3 separate regions of the Mus musculus genome follow, and all the other regions are linked to region 3. A link is a contact called in public Hi-C and HiChIP or PLAC-seq data. All regions are on one chromosome and are shown on one strand. The core of a region is the stretch at or near the end of the contact, and the rest is flanking DNA. Distances in the headings are between cores, read along the strand shown. Region 1 overlaps Agbl4 (ATP/GTP binding protein-like 4). Region 2 overlaps Agbl4 (ATP/GTP binding protein-like 4). Region 3 holds the start of Bend5 (BEN domain containing 5).

Evidence for each region. A called contact is a pair of places that touch in the nucleus more often than the background predicts. HiChIP or PLAC-seq counts read pairs in DNA pulled down with a chosen protein or histone mark.
Region 1: a Hi-C map of embryonic fibroblasts shows a contact between it and region 3, with 1.7 times the contacts expected there. The contact joins the enhancer-like site here to the promoter of Bend5 in region 3. A contact is called at or near these places in 2 of 39 promoter capture datasets (embryonic stem cells and pre-B cells), 3 of 484 Hi-C or Micro-C datasets (B cells, embryonic fibroblasts and extraembryonic endoderm stem cells), 3 of 115 datasets of contacts at active chromatin or transcription factors (double positive thymocytes, embryonic stem cells and extraembryonic endoderm stem cells) and 2 of 9 other capture datasets (adipose tissue and liver).
Region 2: a contact with region 3 is called in an H3K27ac HiChIP or PLAC-seq map of extraembryonic endoderm stem cells. The contact joins the enhancer-like site here to the promoter of Bend5 in region 3. A contact is called at or near these places in 1 of 39 promoter capture datasets (pre-B cells), 3 of 484 Hi-C or Micro-C datasets (cerebral cortex and nephron progenitors), 2 of 115 datasets of contacts at active chromatin or transcription factors (embryonic stem cells and extraembryonic endoderm stem cells) and 2 of 9 other capture datasets (adipose tissue and liver).

Annotation. Positions count from the first base shown.
Region 1 is chr4:111,471,707-111,475,052 of GRCm38.p6, reverse strand. All of the region lies in intron 6 of Agbl4 (ATP/GTP binding protein-like 4), which reads right to left. Among named protein-coding and RNA genes, the nearest start is that of Bend5, 58 kb to the right of the region's middle. Within about 2 kb of position 1,777, at least 11 of the 459 cell types and tissues checked have an H3K27ac peak or open chromatin away from gene starts, as enhancers often do. A contact at or near this core is called in embryonic fibroblasts, where this site is marked.
Region 2 is chr4:111,363,605-111,366,847 of GRCm38.p6, reverse strand. The region is part of intron 6 of Agbl4 (ATP/GTP binding protein-like 4); the gene reads right to left. Among named protein-coding and RNA genes, the nearest start is that of Bend5, 50 kb to the left of the region's middle. Within about 2 kb of position 1,252, at least 3 of the 459 cell types and tissues checked have an H3K27ac peak or open chromatin away from gene starts, as enhancers often do. A contact at or near this core is called in extraembryonic endoderm stem cells, where this site is marked.
Region 3 is chr4:111,413,228-111,416,736 of GRCm38.p6, reverse strand. Bend5 (BEN domain containing 5) reads right to left here and starts at 1,731. Exons shown (of 6, transcript NM_026279.3): 1 at 1,337-1,731. The coding sequence starts at 1,562. The region is part of intron 6 of Agbl4 (ATP/GTP binding protein-like 4); the gene reads right to left.

The DNA of each region.
Region 1 (3,346 bases), core at 528-3,027, 58 kb before region 3:
GACAGCCATGCTGCAAACAGGAGGACTGTGGAAGAACGTTCGAATGTTCTGGACAGCAGCTGGGGCTTCAGGGGATTCATTCATCATGGAAAGGTTGGAGAGAGTGAGGGTTGGCTGGGTCCTAGTGTCAGCTGATCAGCCCCCAGCTCTGCTTAGGAGAGACTGGAGCCTAAGGGGCCCAGGATGAGAAGAACAAGGTTTTTCTAGAGACCAAGCTCTGGTAGTCTGCATATGAGCTAGATGAGGACAACACTGGAGGGCTCCCTAGCATCAGGAGCCTCAACCATGTCAAGGGCTTGCGGAAATGTGAGCTGTAAGACCCTGTGCCCATCCTTACATAGGGCCTGCCTGGGCGGCAGTATTTCCTAGGATCTGAGCAGCCTCTTCAGTGCACCGAGCTTGCTCAGGTCCCTGCACAACTGGCTGTTTAACCCAGCATGTTAGGACAGATGTCATTGCGGTGACTGGATCACAGCTGAGCAGCAGGTGGGAGGGGCATTGAGTTCCCATTCCTGATGGTATGGGAGCCTGGCCTATTTACTCAGAACAAACGCTGGTGCCTTTTCCATTATCACAGGACTCTCTTTAAAGGGATGGAGGTGAGAGCCAGACATCCTGGTGTCAACAGTATGATAGTAGATGCTGGGACCTCTTGCTCCTTAGGCTATTACTTGCGTATTTTAAAGAGCACCTGTCAGCTCGATTCCTGATTATGTAAACATGAGACCTGCATCTGGATAGATGGTTTCAAACAATGGAATTCATGTTCAGGTAAAGTGTCCTGGAGCACAACCCTGCTGCACAGCCCTCTACAGTGTCCCAGAGACAGGTCCCTAGCATGCTCCCTGGCTAGCAATATCCCTGTCTCCTGACTCTGCCAAGCCAGCATCAGTGGAGCCCCTTGTGCCTCCCCTCTAATCAGAACATTACCTCAGCTTGACCCTGCCTTGCTTCCAGGATTCTGTTTCTCTCACTGGCCTCCTGTTATCCTTTACTGCAGTCTCACCCTGTCTTCCATTACCAAAGCCCCACCACAGCGGCCTTCCCTTCCAGCTAATAGGCCTCCGTGTTCAAATCCCCATGATTCCCTGCTAACATCTCACAGCCAAGTCCAGTGTCTAAGGTGCTCACTACAGCCTTAACTTGCTTCACCTCTGCAGCTTGGCCTCTCAGCTGATCCTGCCTCCACACTGGACTTCTTGCAGGGCTGAAGGAGAAGTAAAGCTACACAGTTACTGCACCTTTTATTTCACCTTTGAAGGGCACTCCCACACTTTTCTGAAAGAAATTTGTTTTTTTTTTTTTTTTTTTTTTTACATTTTAGCTGGGTGTGGGGACTGAGGTAAAACAAGACATGAGAGTGGGGACAGTTTGTGGACATTTCTAGGAAAACTGCATGGCCCTGGGTCTTCCTCCTACATCTTCTCTCTGCCTGTAACACCAGTGCCTATTGTCTATTCAGAGGAATAGCCCAGGAACTGGTCAGTGCCCCTTCCAGAACACTATAAGAGAACTATTAATCTTTCTCATATCTTCTTGGGCTCCACACATCTGCAGCTCCAACCTTGAGATACTAGTCTATGCTAATCTTTCTAGATCTACCCATCCCTCATTCATTCATTCATTCATTCATTCATTCATTCATTCATCCATTCATCCATCCATTGGCTCCTTGAAGAGACAGAGGCCAGGCTCCAGACTCTGCTTTTGTGCCCTGCCCTGCCCCATGCTCTAGGAGCTATTGGGACACAGGAAGGAGCTCTGCCTGCTTTACCTCATTATCCAAGTGCTGGCTAGGCACTGGGCCCAGAATGGCTTTGGGTGAGTATTTGCTGAGTGAATAAACATTTGAGATCATTTTATTGAAATGCTTCAGAGTAAATTTGGAGACAGGCATTCCTCTACTCAAGAGTAATTTAATAACCACAAATGCCTTTAACGCAGTGGGGAGAAAGAAGGGGAAGGTGTGTGTTTCCCTTATTGCTGCTGTTAAAATAAATGGCATTTTTAATAAAGTGTCCCCATACAGCATATAGAATATGGCCACGTGACAGAAGAAATATCTGGTGAAATTATGCGCAGCACAGCAGCCTTTTTTCCTGGTCTTTTGGTTATTAAATTTAATCACTTTTGAGCTGAATCTATACTCTTTTTTTTTTATCCTAGAGGCAGGTACACATTTGATTAAAATGTGAGCCCCAAAGCACTTTAGCAGGGGAAGGCTAAGCTAAGTCCCCAGAGGAACTGTGGAAGAGCAAGCCAACAGGATGACAGGGCCAAGGTAACAGCCACAATTTGCTTCTCACTTGATGGATGTGTTTATCCCCCGACAGGGCACACAGCAGTCATGGGGTACATGGAAATCTTGCAATTAAGGCAAAGTCTAATTAGAGACTACACATTCAAAATACAAAGGAAGCTCCTCACGGCAGCTTCTCTAGCTGCCTCTGCCACTCTTCTGGATCGAAAGGTGGGGAATCAATGTATCCTGTTGCCAACATGGTGTCTGAGGGCAGCCTTGCTTTTAAAGTCCATGGAGACAGCTCAGCCCACCAGATCAACACAATCAGATTTGCTCCTGGCTCTGCTCATTGGAACTTCACTGGCCTCTGAATTTTCATCTTTATATTAGGAGTAAAGACAATCTCAGAGACTCGGATATGGACATGGAAGGACTCAGTTCAAAGATGTCCTTAATCAGGGCCACTTCCATTGCATTTGCACTTGGTCCAGCCAACCAGGAGAGAAAGCACAGTTCAGGGATATGGCTAAGCAAAGGAGCCAGAGGCGGAGAGAAAATGGGGCAGAGGAGACCTCTGGTCCCTGCAGCATTCTTCGTGCCCGGGGCTGAGGACTAGGTTTCAAAGCTCTCTCTCCTAAGCATCTGAAAATACATTTGATAGTGGATTTATGTGTCCCAGGTGAGATAAATCCTGCTCAAGCCAAGCAGCCCTTTAAGCCTAAGTGCTGGAAGGTGGTGGTGATGGGGTGTTCAGAGGGTGACTGCTGCACCTTTAGGGCTTTGACTCAGCCAGTCAAAGCTCCTGAGCTGAGTCTAAGGTCAGAAGATGAATTAGGCTGTTTCTGCTCTTGTAGATGCCATAGTCTGAGTCAGAAAGGGAAAAGCACAGAAGGGGACAGCTACTGTTTATAGCCCTTTGGTACTTCACAGTTGTCAAATGCCTTTGACTGATCTGTGATTTAGTCCTCCCTAGAGCCCTTGAGTGGGGAGGACGCAGTCATCCCGTGTGAAACTGAAACTGAGCTCCGGGACTGGTTTGCAGTTCAGGTACACAGACAGGTAGGTGTGTGGAGTGCAGCACTTGGAATGGATCAGGTGGGTTGT
Region 2 (3,243 bases), core at 3-2,502, 49 kb after region 3:
GTAAGGGTGATGTTGATATTGCACTAGGTCTGGAGGCAGAACAAGGACCAAAGAGGATTATTCTCAACCTGTAACAGCTACTGAAGCTTGCCTGCTTGGGTTTTGTTCTTGCTTGAGACCCACCACCCTTTCTTTCTTTCTTTGTGACTTCCCTCTTTTGGAGCTGGAAAGCTTATCCTGTATTATCCTGTGTCTCCCTTAATATTTGGGAAACTGGACTTAACTTGTTTGCTTTTATACAGTCATAGCAAGAGAGGAATTTGCCTCAGGGAAAATTGTATCTTGAGTCTCACCCATATCTTATTTAGATATGTAGTTGAATTTTAGACCTTAGAGATGATGGATTGAGTTAAGACATTTAGGGCTATCAAACTGAAATCAATGCATTTTTACATGAGAGAAAGATTCACTTTGGGAGAGGGGTGCGATGAAATGTTATAGACTGGAAAGTTTCATACCCCTAAGACATTTCATACGTTGGAGCCCTCATCCTTAATAAAATCATATTTTCAGGTCTTTATCAAAGAGGATGAGAGAACAGAAAGGTTTTCTCAGCCTGGGAGGACACAGCAAGGCTTTTGCCATGTGTAAGCCAGGAGCATAGGATAAAGATCTTCACCAAGAACTGAATCTAGAGACACTTGGATCTTGAATCGCCTGATCTCTAGGATATGAGAAACAATTTTTAGATTTTGAAGCCACCCAGTCTCCTTCTGTCATAGTAGCCTGGGCAGATTTAGGAAGTTCTTGTTTCCAACACTGACCTTGAATTACAAATAAAATTCTGATAAGTATGGTCATCCTTGAACAAAGCCTTTGCAAAGCCCAGAATTCCTCATTTTTCTTGAGGTGATACATGTTTAGCATTCGGACTAATCAGTATTTCTTCAGAATTGCAATATTATTCGTGGCTGGCCTCATCCACCGGCTTTATGACCTGTTTTCAGAAGGCTTTCCCGTTTTAGAAAAAGCTATAAAATAGCTGCTTATCATTGGTCAGCATTCCTTCATGAGTGGTGAATCATGAAGGTATTAAGTACTTAAATGGTCTCAACTGAAAAAGTTTCTCAGAAATGGAGGCCTATAAGCACTATTCTACATTATTAAGAGGATTTCTAGGCTTGACCATATTTTGTGAGGTTTGGGGTGGGGTCAGTTTGCTCTGCCCACAGGCCTCTTAGAATCCCTGTCAGAGGCACAATGCTTAGATTTATCTACTCTGGCCAATAGATTTGGCACCTGTTAAATGTCCAAGATGATGTCAGATGTGGGGATCTAGTGGTGAACAACAGCAGAAATGAGCTTTGTCCTCCCAGAACATACTAGCTGGTAGGAAAGGCAAGTGTTCATCAAACAATTACACAAACAAGAGCACAACTATACTCCAAGGCAAGAACAAGGAAGAAAGAACAGTGATCCACTTTCATTTAACAAAAGGAAGTGACTGCCATGGAATACAGATCCAAGAACCATGTCTCTGAGGTAACGTTGAACAGAGATATGAGTGATGCATAGGTGTTAAGAGCACGAGGCAGGAAGACTCTCACAGACAGTGGAAACAGAAAGTGGTAGAATAGGGGTCCATAACCTTAATGAGCCTGCATGACTTCTAAACAAAGAAATCACAATAAAATACAACAGAAGTAAAAGCAATTGGCTTGCTATGACATTAAGGATACAACTCTAAGATCCTAGAACTTTCCATCTGTGATGGGACTTTTAAGTTCTTCCAATAATGGAGTCTGGGAGCCAACACTAATCTAGGCAGTGGGAATAATAGGTCCAGAAATCTGTGATTAGATTAACTGAGCTCATTCCAGGAACTGGAAGCAGCTAGTAGGGAAGAAACACTGAGTCAGAGGCAGGGGTGGGTGGGTGGGGCGAGGGACAAGGCTGAGACAATCACGCTAACAGTTTTGGAAAGCCAGGGAAGGACCTTTGAAGGTGGTAGTGAAGGGGTAAGTGTGGCACAGAAAGTTTGTGCTGTTTGATGAGTGGGTCTAGGGAGACTGGTAGGAATTTATTTCAGTAGTTAAGATGAAAGGTAATTGTTGAGAACAGGGCAGAGAAAGGCATGGACAGGGCATGAGAGCAAAGAAGAGTCTGAAGAACCAGAAGGAACAAGGGTGGGAAGAGGGCAAGGCAGATATGTTATATTCCTATTATAAGTTTCTCTAAAACTTTATCCTAATATGGTCTGGGGCCTCAGAATCCTCACTCATCCATCACAGAAACCTCCAGGACATTGCAGAAAAGGGGGGGGGGGGGAGAGACAGGGCTCTGTAAATGTGAAGATTAGGTAACTGTTCAAAGATCTTCCTGTGCTGATATCCTGTGGCTCAAAAAATTTGTCATCTTAATCTTTTTCTCCTTTCTCTTTCAAATGCCTAAGATTGTCTTTACTAAAAATATACTTGCTGGAAGGAATCACGAATGATACTTATGCCAGCAGCTTGATGACAAATAGTTGTGACATCTTGAATCAGGAGTATGAACCAGAACCGCCAGGTGTCTGTTGCACAAAAGGAGAGAAAAAGAATCTTTCACTGGAAGTTCCCCCAGGAGACCCAAAGACCAATAATGAAATCAGTGTCAGAGAGGAAAGTGCCTTGGATGATGGTAATGATGATGATACTCATAATAATTCCTTAAATTCATTTACTGTCTTAACATGCCGTGTCTCATTTGACACAACAACCTTCTGAGGTATGCCAGTTCACAGAAATGAGTAGGATGAGCCCAGGAGAGAAGAAAAGAGACAGCAGAGCTTAAACAGACGTATGTGTTCGTTTAATTGACAAATACTTACAGAACTCCTATTAAGTGCCATGCTGTAACCATCAGTATATATGTAAAAGACAAAGTCTCTATTTTCATGGGGTAAAATGATAATAAGATAATGTGATAATATGAAGCATCAAAAATATACAATATAACTTATGATGGAATATAATCTACTGATCATTTGTAATAAATTCTACAAAGAGGAATTATTAGGACTCACTGTTAACAAGTAAACAGGGCTGACGAGTTGGATCCTCGCATTATTCCAGTTGGTCTCCCTGGAACAGCCAGCAGAGACAGGAACCTAGCATACTGTCCTCTGAGAGGCTCCACCCAGTAGCCAACTGAAGGAGATACTGAGACTCACATCCAAACATTAAATGGAGTTTGGGGAATCTTACAGAAGAGTTGGGAGAAGGATTGAGGACCTGTAGAGGACAGGTACTCCACAGGAAGATC
Region 3 (3,509 bases), core at 482-2,981:
CCTGTCTAGGAGGTGATAAGTACTTAACCTTTCAAAAAGAGGACCATGTGGTGTTGATCTATTCCAAATCTTTTGGCCCTTTATTCTAGTAAGCCTACTTTCTAGAGGTATTTATTAAAAAGGAATCAGTCACCAGGCTGAGATACACTGACAGCTTGTCCAGGGATCTTGGACAAGTCACTTTGATTCATGCTAGGTTCATTTTTAGGCTAAAGGAGAGGAAACATAGGTCCCTGGAAAAAGTAGGAAAAGTGTCAAAACCATGAAATCTTTGCAATGTCTTCATTCAGCTCCTAATCTCCGGGTTGTCTTCCAGGTGGAAGGTGACAGTCTCTGCCTACTCAATCAAAGGCAGCACTCTTACCAGCAGCAGCTACATCTCTGCTCTCCAGCCTTGAAGTGGTAACTTCCTTTTCCCCACTTGGTGTGCACCCAAGCCTTCTACAAGTGGATCAGAAAGAAGGCCAAATGTTTCTGCTTGAAGAGGAACCTATGTCTCAGCGTGATACAGCATAGTACAGGAGGCCGAAAGGCTTGTCCTGTTAACAAACTGAATCTATCTTTACCCATTAACCAAGAGACCACCTGCCTGCCTGTCAGCCTGTCTCCTTTCCCTCTTCCCCACCCCCAGGTGTGATCAGAGTTAGGAGGTCAGGCCCTCACCTGAACTAGAAACTGTTTGTACCATCTTTCTCTCAAGGAGCCTTCTGGGAGATGCATAAAGTGGGGTGGAGATGAGGCTACCTAAGGCCCTTCACCTCCTCACCTGTGCCCCTTGGGCAGTACACTGAGGTTTGGTCTCCTTGTCCTAATGATGGCCCAGATGGAACAGTGTCAGAGATTCCTTCTGTGAAAAAGGGCCCCCATCAAAAGGACCTAACACTGCTTCTTGCTCCAAGGAGACGCCAAGGGCCTTAAAGGGAGAGAGGGAGGTACAGTTTTCGAAACTTAAGATGGAAAGCAACACAGAGGGAAGTAACTGAGAGAGGTGAAGGTGAGAGATGGGAGAGATGACAGCTAGAGTAGGCAGCTAGAGAAGCAGAAAATGAAGAGCCAAGGGGAATACAAAAGAGTCAGAAAGAAGAGAGCAGAGTAGAGAAAGCTGACTGACAGCAAGGCGCAGGAGTGTCAGAGAAGCAAGGAAGACAAAGGGGACCCTCAGGTCTTTTTAACTGGTTTGGCCTCTTAGAGACACCTGGTACCCAAAAGAAAGCCCAAGGAGTCGGAACGGGAGGCAAGAGCAAGCGGTGGCTCCCTGGCCCCAGCCGCCCGGCCTCTCCCGGAACCAGCCCCAGGTCCGCCCGGTCCCAACGCCCCTCCCGGCCCGCTCGCTCACCTGCCAGCGCCAGGATCTGGGCCTTGTGGAGCAACAGCGCGCCCCAGTCCCGAGGGGCACGCGGGGGACTCTCGGGCTCGGCGCCCAGCTCCTCCGGGCCCCGGTACACCGCGTACACCTTCTGGTTGTCAAAATCCAGTCGCGAGCGGGGACTGAAGTCGCGCACGCACGACACGGGCAGCGCGTAGCAGACGTTGTCCTCCAGGAACCGCACAAAGGCGTACATGGTGGGCGCCGGGGGCGGGCCCGGGCGCCGGTCAGCCCGTGGGGCGGTGCGGAGGTGGGGACCCCTAGAGGGGCGTGAGCCGCAGCCGGGCCGGGGGCGGGGAGGCTCCCCGGGGCCCCGGCTCCCCCCACTGTTATTGTTCCTGAAAGCCCCGCTCTGCCAATCGGCTGCTCTCGCCTGGGCGCGGAAAAGGGAGGGGAGTGGAGAGAGCCGGGCGAGGGGCGGATGAGGGGGTTTTGAAGCACACCGCCACTTGCGAAGTCAGACCCGAGCAATCACAGCCGGAGTGCGATTGCAGTAAGGTGGGGAAAGAGCATATATGATAGTAGCGTTAGAGGATAGGAGGAGCGCTGCTAAAAGTCGCTTTCGGGCGGATTCAATAGTTTAGTGTTTCGAATTTAGCTAAGCGCCTCCGTTCCTTCAGTCCACCCTCCAAACCCATTTCCCCCTTTTCTCTTTCTTTTGCAAAATTGCCAGCACCTGCTGTGAGGGTCAGTGAGCCAGAAACATTCCCCTAGAGCTGCCAAACCAGTTTTTGGCCAGAACTAGAGTAATCTGAGGTTTCCAGTTGAACCAGCTGCTGGGATACCAGAGGGTTAGACCAGGGCTGTTTTTATCCTAAGGGAGCAGCGGCACCCCTCTTCCCTGTGGTCTTTCTCCATTGAGGAATCGCCTCCACTACTTGTTGATTCTGGGCTGGAACAGTTGGAATGAAACAAGGATGGAGGGCTCTAGGGAGCCAGAGCAGAGGCCGGACTTTCTGGAGTCAGTTGAGTTCAGGAGCCAAACTGGGCAGAACAGCAGTCCCTTCTCTGTTTCCAAAATCACAGATGAGAACCTGGAAAGGTTGGTTCCTGCAGACAAACCACACCTTCCAGAGAAAGAAGGCTGAGAGTTGTACTTGTTCTGTATTGTATGCTTACAGGGAAACTGAGCTATTTATATTCCAATTGTCTAGCTCAATACCAGGGTATTTGTCAGAGAGAGATTGGTGAATTTTGGGGGAAGGATAAACAGAATTTCACATACATCCATTCTTCCACTTATTCTTTTATTCAAGTAACTAATATTTTTCTGAGCACACACTCCATGTTATATTGTAGGCTTGGTGGTCTATAGAAAGAATAGATACCTAGGACCTTGTAGTATTTACTAAAGTATTAGAACTTGAATCTCAGTTGGATCCTATGTCAATATTAAATTACTGTCTGAATAACCCATTTTTTCTGCTACTTGTAATCTTTCATTCTAGTCTGAGAGCATTAAGAAAGCTTAATAATGAGGTTATAGTGAGAAAAGTATTCTCATAAAGGCATGCATAAAGGAGGTGGTAGATTTAACGAAATGCTATGTTTTTAAAAACTCATTTAAATAAATTTAACCTGTAACAAAACAAGTGCACTGAAATGTTTATTATGATTCTGAGTTTCTTGCATAGGTGAGAGATTTTGTTTTCTCTTGTACTCTTTATGCTCATATTCCACATACACACATTCTTGTTGCTAGTCCTCACAATAATAATAAAAGGCATTTAACCATTTTAAACTTTAGGCACTGTGCTCACATTCCAAATCAGCTATACTCATGATAGAGATAAAGCCAAACTCCCAAATTCACTTCATTGTGATTTGAGGAGTACTTTATACTGTTGAACTCCACACAGCTCTCAAAGCCTGAGTAGCAGGTCAGATAAAGTTCCCTTAAAGCAATCCATTGGTTATATCCAGTCAACTGAATAGGTCTTCAAGCCATCCTGATGAATAATTTCATCCTCACTTATCCGATGACTCTGAGGTGTTCTGGAAAATATGTTCCCCTGATTATTATTTATTTTTGACTATGGATTATTTTAGAAATACATCACTTTGGTGGTCAAGGGAATTTAATGAGAAGTAAGATTCTGGTAGCTCATAAGATGAGGCATGCAAAGTTGGCCATATTTAATGA